Linked DNA regions of Gossypium hirsutum: all the other regions are linked to region 2. A link is a contact called in public Hi-C data. All regions are on one chromosome and are shown on one strand. The core of a region is the stretch at or near the end of the contact, and the rest is flanking DNA. Distances in the headings are between cores, read along the strand shown. Region 1 holds the start of LOC107917877 (monosaccharide-sensing protein 2). Region 2 holds the start of LOC107917145 (MLO protein homolog 1). Region 3 holds the start of LOC107917103 (protein CUP-SHAPED COTYLEDON 3).

Region 1 (3,251 bases), core at 578-3,077, 180 kb before region 2:
TGTCCTATTTTTATGGATTTTTGTGTTTAGATCCTATGGTCTAATGTTGAAACTTATGGCAAAATAATTTGGTTAGTAGACCACATATTCCTACAGTGGTTAATTACAAAATAGAAGATTTTTTATCAGCTTGGGACAGGAGGGAGCCAGAACCGAAATTATATTCTTACTTTTAATAGTTTATTTATTTATTTTTATAATTTTTAAGAAGTTTTTTCATTTTTAATGTAGAAGAATATACAATTTTATCTTTACTAATTTAAATTTTTAAAATTTTTAAATGATGTAATTTTCTATTTTAGAGGGCTGGGGTCACTTACTTGGGGATTATGTTTTAAGTGATTTGGGTTTCTAGGTGCTATGATTGACTTGGGAGCAAGGTAGAATTCCTAAGGATAATATACGTGAACAATTAGATCGAGATAAATTTTTGAATAATTTATTGATTAAATTATAATTATTTTCAATTAAGTGACTAAAGTAAAAATTTACCTATAATTTAGTAACTAATGATATAGTTTGCCCAACATATTTCAATTTTTCATTTTTGTTTTATATAAATAAATAATATATTATAATTTAATTTAATATTTTAAAAATATATTATAAAATATTGAATTAATTGACATCTATATTTTAATACTATTTTTTCTTTCTTCGCATTCTTTTGTTTCTTTCTTCTTTATTCTTTTGGCAATTTGTTTTTCATTCTCTAAAATACAAAAAAAAAACAATAAAAGTTTATTGACTCCTAAAAACATTCAATATTTATTATACTTTTCCTTTTTATTGGTTATAAATAAATACAAAAAGAATTAGGTCATATTTTAAATTAGTAAGTATAAATTTTATTTTCACTAATTTAATTCTAAAAACAAAAATATTAAATGAAAATATAAAATAAAATACTCTTAATTAAGTAATGAAAATAAAAGATTATGTAAAAAAATATATACTCTAATAAATTATTTATTTAAATTAAATTAATATAAAAATAATTATTTGTCTATTAATCTATAATATATATAAAAACACGAGTTTGAATAAACTTTTAAACTAATGATAATACCCTTTATTTTTCTTCATATTATTAAATTCACATTTAAAAGTAACCATAATATTTAATCTAGAATTATTAATTGATATAAACAAAAGTTGTGCTAATTTTTTTGATGCAAAATAGAGTTATTATTTGAATATGATTTTAAGCATATTTATTGTTACTTAATTAATATTAGAGTTAATTATGTTAATTAGTTATTATTCAGAGTAATGCTACTTTGCATTAATTACAGGAACTAAATTTGCATATTGTATGTTGAATATGTTAAAAATACTTTAATTATAATATTTGAATTGAAAAAATTATATAATTTATTATATTTAATTATTCAAATAAAAAAATATTATTTTGCATTAATTATTGTAAGTTAAAATACAATATTTGTAAAAACTAATTAAACATTAAATGCATAAAACAAAAGGGAGAGTTAAAAAAATAAATTTATAAAATTAATAGTATTAAAATTATTAATAATATCATCGTTTGATTTTTTATGAGGAAAAGAAGAAAGTAACTAAGAAGCGGTCAGAAAAAGTAAAAACATGTTAAAGTTTTAGTGATGAACATATGGGTAGTTTAACAACATTTGGTGCAATTAGGACTAGAAAATGGCAAACAAACAAGTAGTAAATATCTGGCAGCTCTAGACTCAACGTGACTAAAGGCAGCCCCACATCCACATGGCAAACATGTGCACCCTCCAAAAGTCTCACTCTACTATTGATTTACTACTAAACAGATAACTAATAGTCTTTCTACTTTCTATTCCAAGAGTCTTGCACCTTCCGTCCCTACTCCCAACCTACGTTCTTCTTTTCATACATCTTAATTTGCACTCTTATTATTCCCATCCTACTCATTTTATTATTTGTTTATATAGATATATGTCAGAGTTTGATTTTCAGATTGCCTTTTCCCCCATTATTACCTTTCTATCCAAAAGACAGTACAATCATGCCAAAAGTTAGCAATCCATCTGTACTAGCTGAGGTCCACTGAGTCTGAGCAGAAGCAGCAGCATCTTTATCAATTATTATCACTTAAAGGTGGAGCGGGTGAGAACCAATAAATATTCACAACCAAGTTACCATTGTTATTGTCTTGGTGTTAGCATGGAATATATTAAGTTTTTTTTATTTATTATTAAAATAATATCTCACATATGCTATCTATTAGGCACAAGATAATCCTTATCTCTCTTCTCCACCTTCACCCAGCTCCTTCAACTTGGGTAGCCATAGATTAAGTATTAAGAATATTGGATGCATAGTACTATATGATTCTCTTGTTGTGACTGGCTGAGTGGTTTCTGTTTGACAATATGGTGAAGAATGGTGGTTGTGCATTTGACTTCGAGACCCCAAAATCTCATTTACTTGCTACTACAGGAAGGACTCTTTTCTTCTCTTCTCTGGTACTAGTGCTAGTATCTAGTTACAACAGCCATCCCTTCCTCTGTCTCACAATAATTTAAGTAAAAGTTTTCTTTTTCAAACTCTCTCTCTCTAATATATAGATTTCCATCTTCTGTACTTTAAATTCTGTCTCAAAAGGTTCACTTCTCCTTTTTGGCTCATACAATACAAGGTCACTAACAGCTACTAAAAGATATAAATATTTTTGGTGCAATGAATAGTTTTGTTTTATTTTTGAGTAATTTTTTTGGGGGGGGGGGTTGATGTGCTATTGCCATGGTTTTGGGGTAGAGTCTAGGTGGGTTGATTAAATGCAATTCAATGTTTGGTGTCTTTCAAATAAAGATGGAGGAATGGTTGATTTGTGATCCAGGTTTCTTCTCTGCTTGCAGATAAGTTCCAGGCAAGGTGTTTGATTCATTGTTGAAAAGAGATGAGGGGTGATGCTCTTGTAGCCATTGCTGCTACAATTGGTAACTTTTTGCAGGGATGGGATAATGCTACCATTGCTGGTACTTCCTTCTTTCACATTGATATTTGTTACCTGTTTATTTCTTCTCAGCATCATGGTGTTTCCATGCTTCCAACAAACATCTTGTACTTGTTTTATTCATTTGTGCTTTCAGGAGCAATTGTGTACATTAAGAATGACCTCGATCTAGGAACTAGCGTTGAAGGTCTAGTGGTGGCTATGTCACTGATAGGAGCAACAGCTATTACAACATGCTCAGGAGCTATATCAGATTGGCTTGGTCGGCGTCCAATGCTGATAA
Region 2 (3,385 bases), core at 538-3,037:
ACTTAGTTACGAGAAAGGAGTAAAATTCCTTAGGTAAACGTGTTCTAAACTCCTCTCCCTCCAGGGTCTTGAAGAATATTTTTCTTAGGAAGATCCACAAATATAAATCCCACATCCATTAATAAATATACGGGATAATATAATATTTTTCTCTTAATTTTGTAATTAGGTTCATTTTGATATATGTATTTTTTTTTCATTTAACACTTAAATTTGACAATTAAATTTAAATTTAAAAAATATAAAAATTTAACGATGTGACATTTTAAGATTGTGCCACATCATTACTTAAAAAATTTATATAAAAATTTTAGGTGATGATGTGGTGTATAATCTCAATGTGTCATATTTACTATTTTAATAAGGGTAAACTATAAAAATAGTCACTTTTGTTTGCCTCATGTTATATTTTAGTCACTTATGTTTGAAATGTTACGTTTTAGTCACTTATGTTATTATTTTGTTACGAAGTGGTCACTCTTCCGTTAAGTTCTGTTATCTTCCTAACGGTAATCCTACGTGGTAGTCCAACTAGATATTATTGAATCTGCTAATACGTACTTCGTCTGGATGTTGTATTAGCAGATTCACTAATATGATTATATATATATTTACGCATGTATCACATTACAAAAACAAAATTTTAAATATTTATACCTAATAAAACACGTATCTCATTACAATAATAGTTATTTTCCAAATAACATATTGTTTTATAATTTTATTTCTTATTTAATATTTTAATTTAATTTTAATAATGCATACTTAATCCGGATGAAGTATGTATTAGCAGTTCAGTAATATCTAGTTGGACTACCACGTAGGATTACCGTTAGGGAAATAACAGAACTTGACGGAAGAGTGATCACTTCGTAACAAAATAATAACATAAGTGACTAAAACGTAACATTTTAAACATAAGTGACTAAAATGTAACATGAGATAAACAAAAGTGACTACTTTTATAGTTTACCCTTTTAATAATTAGATTGGTGGTTGAACAAATCAAACCACCCATTTTTTATTCAATTAGTTCGATCAATTCGACCACTGAATCAACAATAATTAAATAAATAATAAAAAATCATAAATTTTTTTAAAAATTACTAAACCGGTTGAACCTGCTTAACTATCGATTTTTGTCTTAATTTTTTATTTTTACCAATATCAAGTAGTTATCGAGTTAATTAAGTCAACTCTTTTGTTCGACCGTTATATTGTCTAACTCTCCACCCGTTTGATCCGGTCCTATTTTAGTAAAACTAATCACATCATTAAATCTTGATAAAATTTAAGTTCAAGTATCAAAATGAGTCTAGTTATCAAGTTCAATCACTAAAAAGGAAAAAACCGAAAAGTATATTATTATTATTCCCTAAAATTGTAATTAGAATTGTAGAATATGTCTAGACAGGAGAAAGTCAGGCTTGTGGACCAGGGTTTTGAGACAGTCCAACACCTTTCAATCTCACACAAAATAAAATATATATCAGATGGGTGTTGATTAATACTAAGTGATAATTGAATATAAATAACCACCGGTGGATCCCAATATCTGTTTCTTTATTACATTAATTCTCACCCTTGGATTGGCTGCATTGGCCGGCTTGATTAATCTATATTGTCCTAAGCTACGGGATTGTTAACTTAGATCACCACATTGCCCATCACCAACCTTCCACATAAAACCATGCAAATCATGACAAACTTTTGTTCATAGAAACCGTGTCTCAAATCCAAACGCGCTGCCCACTTGCATTTCTTCACTCCATTTTTATATGCTTTCCGCCTTCTTGTTATACTTTTACATTACTAAGCGTTTTGGTTTTTGCAAAAATGGCTACCCCTAAGGAAAGGTCACTGGAGGAAACGCCAACATGGGCTGTTGCAGTTGTGTGTGCAATATTTGTGATCATATCTATATTCATAGAACATGGAATTCATTCTCTGGGAAAGGTATTTAATCTACTAATGAAAATTTCATACTAATAATTATGATTATGATTATGATTATAACCTTTGTTGATGACATGCAGTGGTTTCAAAAACGCCAGAAGAAAGCCATGATGGAAGCTTTAGAGAAAATAAAAGCTGGTTAGGTTATATGTATATATATATAGTACTTGTTCATCATATTGTAGGCAAACTGCAGTCTAACCCTTAATAGATTAAATTCCATTATAATTTGCAGAGTTGATGCTACTGGGATTCATATCCTTACTACTTACTATAGGAACATATTCCATTCCAGCGATATGTATCCCAGAAAAGATAGGATATACGATGCTTCCATGCAAACGGAAGCCTGGGTATGCAGGAGATAGTGGTAAAGATAGCAACAAAGGGGGCGGAGGCGGCGGCGATGAAGATCGCCGGAGAAAGTTACTTTCTTATGCTGAAGATATGGTTTGGCGTCGAGTCTTGGCTTCATCCAAAGGAAAAGATTCTTGCCCTAAAGTATGCCGCCGGCCCTTTTTTTTAATCTATTTTCAACATTGTTGATAATTAACCTGATCATTAATTTCTATATGAAATGATAGGGTAAAGTTGCCCTGATTACACAAAGCGGGATGCACGACTTGCACATATTCATATTTGCGCTTGCTGTCTTTCATGTTCTTTACAGTGTAGCCACCATTCTACTGGCTAAGGCCAAAGTAAGTTTTTTTTCTTTTCCCCTTGAAGATCAACTGGTTTGGTTGTAGAGCTGATATTATAGTTGTGGTGAATTGAATTTGAACAGATGAAGAAATGGGAGTCCTGGGAATCAGAAACTAAAACTCTCGAGTATCAGTACAGAAATGGTTAGTCTTTCTACTTTTCACCTTGCCTTTTAGGTCTAAATTATGAAGGTTGTATGGAAAAAAAAAAGTTTGGAAATGGTGATTTATATTGATACTTGCATTTGTATATGTTACACATCAGATCCTTCAAGGTTCAGATTAACCCATCAAACTTCCTTCGTCAAACGTCATTCTGGTTTCTCCACAATTCCGGGCATGAGATGGATAGTAAGACTCTTCTAATTTCTTACTAATTTTATTTGGAGAATTAAGTACGGTAGGAAATTATAATTCCACATTGTCCCTGTCCATATCCCTTTTTCAACAGGAGAATGAAAAATAAGATTTGTTTTTCTTGATTTTCAGCTTTTTTTTCTCACAAAATTTAAATCCAATTAAAAATGCTAAAAATTAGGAGGAAAACTTTAATTTATCATATCTCTCTATTTATTTACACTCTAATTTTACAAAAAAATCTATTTAATTGTTGGTGTGGCATACAAGCAAAGTTAACAAACATTAAAGTTTTTCATTTATGTTAAAGGTGATTTAATAAATAACGCAAATTTAAAGCATAAAAGAGACAAAAATTAAATAGATTT
Region 3 (3,065 bases), core at 405-2,904, 220 kb before region 2:
ATCGGAGTCTAACAGCAACTACCAATGATGTTAATTGGTTAGTCTCTCTGCTAACAGAATTACAAACTCGTTCTGTAGATCCACCTACTGTTTGGTGTGACAACTCTAGTGCAGTAGCGATAGCTACTAATCCGGTCTTACATTCCAAATTTAAACATGTCGAACTTAATTTATTTTTTGTTCGCGAAAAGGTCGCTGATGGTTCTCTTGTTGTCAGTGAGGTTCCAGCATATGATCAGGTCATTGACATTCTCACAAAACTACTGTCCGTCTCCACTTTTGGCTAGGTTTCATAGTTTGCTTCAAGTCGAAACTAGGTGAAGCTGGGTGAATATTAGAGTATAGACTCTGTTAGTCTGTTACTGTTTTGTTATACTGTTTTGTTATACAGGCTAAAATATTGTTAGCAAGTAATTAGCAAACAGCTAATTATAGCAGTTAGTCATTTAAGTATAAATTCTATTCATGTATTGTTGAAAGTAAGCAAATAATATCAGAAGAGATTAAACGTGTTCATTCTTCTTTCTTGGTTTTTCTTCATAATACAGTTGTTAACAAACATAGAGTGTTTTAAGTCGTAAATTGATGGCCAGGCCTAGCAGAGTTGACTGGGCCACTCTCCTTTGATTGGTTAGTAGAAATTTGACCCTACATGTTTCCTCTAATTTTTGCCCCACGAGGAGAAAAAAAAGGTGCTCAATAATCAGAGCTAGCTTAGCTGGCCAGACCAGAGAGAAACGAAAAAGAAAACACGTTGAAAAAGAAGAACTAACACCTACTCACTAGGGATCTAGCTAGCTACCTACATAGCTGGGGAGCACCACCATGTGAAGGAGAGGAGGTGTTTTATCATTTATGGATCTTAGATTTACACAACCTAAAGTAAACCAAACTTGTAGTATTCCTATGAATGTATATGCATGGATGTAATGTATAGAATATAAAGAAGCTGATTAAGGCCTAATTACTGCGATATACGTGCAAAAGCCAGGAGTCAGGAAGGATATCCTGTTGCTGGGTGGTGGTGTTATCTTTTACTTGGCCTACTCACCATGATCTATGTTTATGTTATGCATACGTAGTTACTAGAGAGTAATAGAGGGAGAGAGAGAGAGAGAGAGAGAAACAATAGCAGCCTACGATACCCTTTAAATTACCTGCTCATGCTACACGTGCAACGCCGACATTTTCTAGAGCTCAGCTGCACCCACCCCCCCATTAATTAATCAATTAAAACACCTTCATCAATCATCAGGTAGCTAGGTTTGCGGGTAACATGGCTCGGCTCCAATTCCCAGGTATCACCTCCATTTTAACTACTATACTAATTTTCCATTTCCAACTTATTTGAATTATTACATACGTTTGAGTTTAGTCTTGTTAATCTCAAACAAGTAGAGCTCGTGTTATTTGTATAAGCTTGTTATATCTAACATTAAATGGACCAAGATTACGTATGTATTATATTATATATATAAAGAAATATAAAGAAAATGAAAAGAAAGGGAAAGGGAAAGCGAAAGAACTACCCGTATTCAAGATTTGGCGATCTAATTGTTGTACAAACTAAACTAATGTTAAATTTTGTCTAGAAAAAAGAGAAGAGAAGAATTGAGTGATGATGATGATCTCACTGTTGTGTTGTGTCCTGTGAGTGAGCTATCCCTCCCTCCCGTGGTTATCCATCCATCATAGAACGTACCTTACTGACTCATCTCTCTTTTCTCTCTCTTTTTCAATATGCTCACATACGCACGCATAAATCTCTGTCCTCTGCAACCGACTTTGCATTTACTACCCCCCCTCTCTCTATTACATTTACATATTCCAATCTCTCCTTTTTTTTTTTGGCAGCTCTTCCCTAGCCTTTCAAGGCCTCGATTCAACCCTCCCCAAATACCTTTTTATCTTGTTCAAATATTTGCATGTTCCTCCATTCATTCCAGTCACAACAACTAGCCTTTACTCTCAACAAGATGTTAGCAGTGGAGGAAGTTTTAAGTGAACTTGGCGGGGAAGAAGTGAACGAGCAAGGGTTGCCGCCGGGATTTAGGTTTCACCCCACTGATGAAGAACTCATAACATTTTATTTGGCTTCAAAGGTATTCAATGGAAGCTTCTGTGGAGTGGACATTGCTGAGGTTGACCTTAACCGATGTGAACCTTGGGAGCTTCCAGGTATATAATAAATTAACACTCAATATTTATTAGTGTGTCATTGTGTACATGTGTATGGTGGGTCTAACTATTTAGTGTACTGTTGATGATGGTAAATGGATAAGATGTGGCGAAAATGGGGGCAAGGGAGTGGTACTTCTTCAGCCTGAGGGACAGGAAATACCCAACGGGAGTGAGAACAAATAGAGCGACTGGAGCTGGGTACTGGAAAGCCACCGGAAAAGATAGGGAAGTGTACAGTGCCTCCACTGGAGCTTTACTTGGCATGAAAAAAACCCTTGTTTTCTACAAAGGCAGAGCACCCCGTGGAGTGAAGACGATGTGGGTCATGCATGAGTACCGTTTAGACGGTGACTTCTCCTGCCGCCACACGTGCAAGGTTGGTACATGTGCACCGGTGGGAATCCCACCAGACACCCCCTTCCCACTTTTTTTTTTCCTTTTTGTCGTTTTCTGGGTTGACATATTCTGCTCAGCTGAATGCTAATAATAACAATGATATGATGAAACTGTAGAGTAATTTCTGATGTGATTGCCTTCACTTACTAGTTACATGTTTATTGTTCATGCACAATTTAAACAAGATTTGGAAAAGGCTAAAAGCATGAGCATGTAACACTGAATTGTCAAATACTACGCATGGTTTAATATTGAAATGGTGTTATATTTTGCAGGAAGAATGGGTGATTTGCAGAATAATACACAAAACAGGTGAGAAGAAAAATGGGGTAGCTGCTGCGCAAGGGCTAGGCTATATCTTGGAACTTTCTTCATTATCTTCAACAACAAAAACAACAAATTGCTTCCGTCCACTGCTTGAAACCTCAACTCCGTTGTTAGAATCTCAAACCCAAACTTCAATGCAGGCTGCCCATAACTCTTTTCTG

What was found. A called contact is a pair of places that touch in the nucleus more often than the background predicts.
Region 1: a contact with region 2 is called in a Hi-C map of leaf, with 2.2 times the contacts expected there. The contact joins the promoter of LOC107917877 here to the promoter of LOC107917145 in region 2. A contact is called at or near these places in 2 of 34 Hi-C or Micro-C datasets (both in leaf).
Region 3: a contact with region 2 is called in a Hi-C map of leaf, with 3 times the contacts expected there. The contact joins the promoter of LOC107917103 here to the promoter of LOC107917145 in region 2. A contact is called at or near these places in 12 of 34 Hi-C or Micro-C datasets (callus, hypocotyl, leaf and 1 more).

Annotation. Positions count from the first base shown.
Region 1 is chrA01:19,321,806-19,325,056 of Gossypium_hirsutum_v2.1, forward strand. It overlaps LOC107917877 (monosaccharide-sensing protein 2), which reads left to right and starts at 1,828. Exons shown (of 6, transcript XM_016847258.2): 1 at 1,828-2,118; 2 at 2,871-2,990; 3 at 3,105-3,251. The coding sequence starts at 2,912.
Region 2 is chrA01:19,502,554-19,505,938 of Gossypium_hirsutum_v2.1, forward strand. It overlaps LOC107917145 (MLO protein homolog 1), which reads left to right and starts at 1,788. Exons shown (of 14, transcript XM_041115526.1): 1 at 1,788-1,956; 2 at 2,037-2,094; 3 at 2,192-2,457; 4 at 2,541-2,657; 5 at 2,744-2,804; 6 at 2,926-3,011. The coding sequence starts at 1,837.
Region 3 is chrA01:19,278,465-19,281,529 of Gossypium_hirsutum_v2.1, forward strand. LOC107917103 (protein CUP-SHAPED COTYLEDON 3) reads left to right here and starts at 1,655. Exons shown (of 3, transcript XM_016846485.2): 1 at 1,655-2,178; 2 at 2,283-2,557; 3 at 2,853-3,065. The coding sequence starts at 1,926.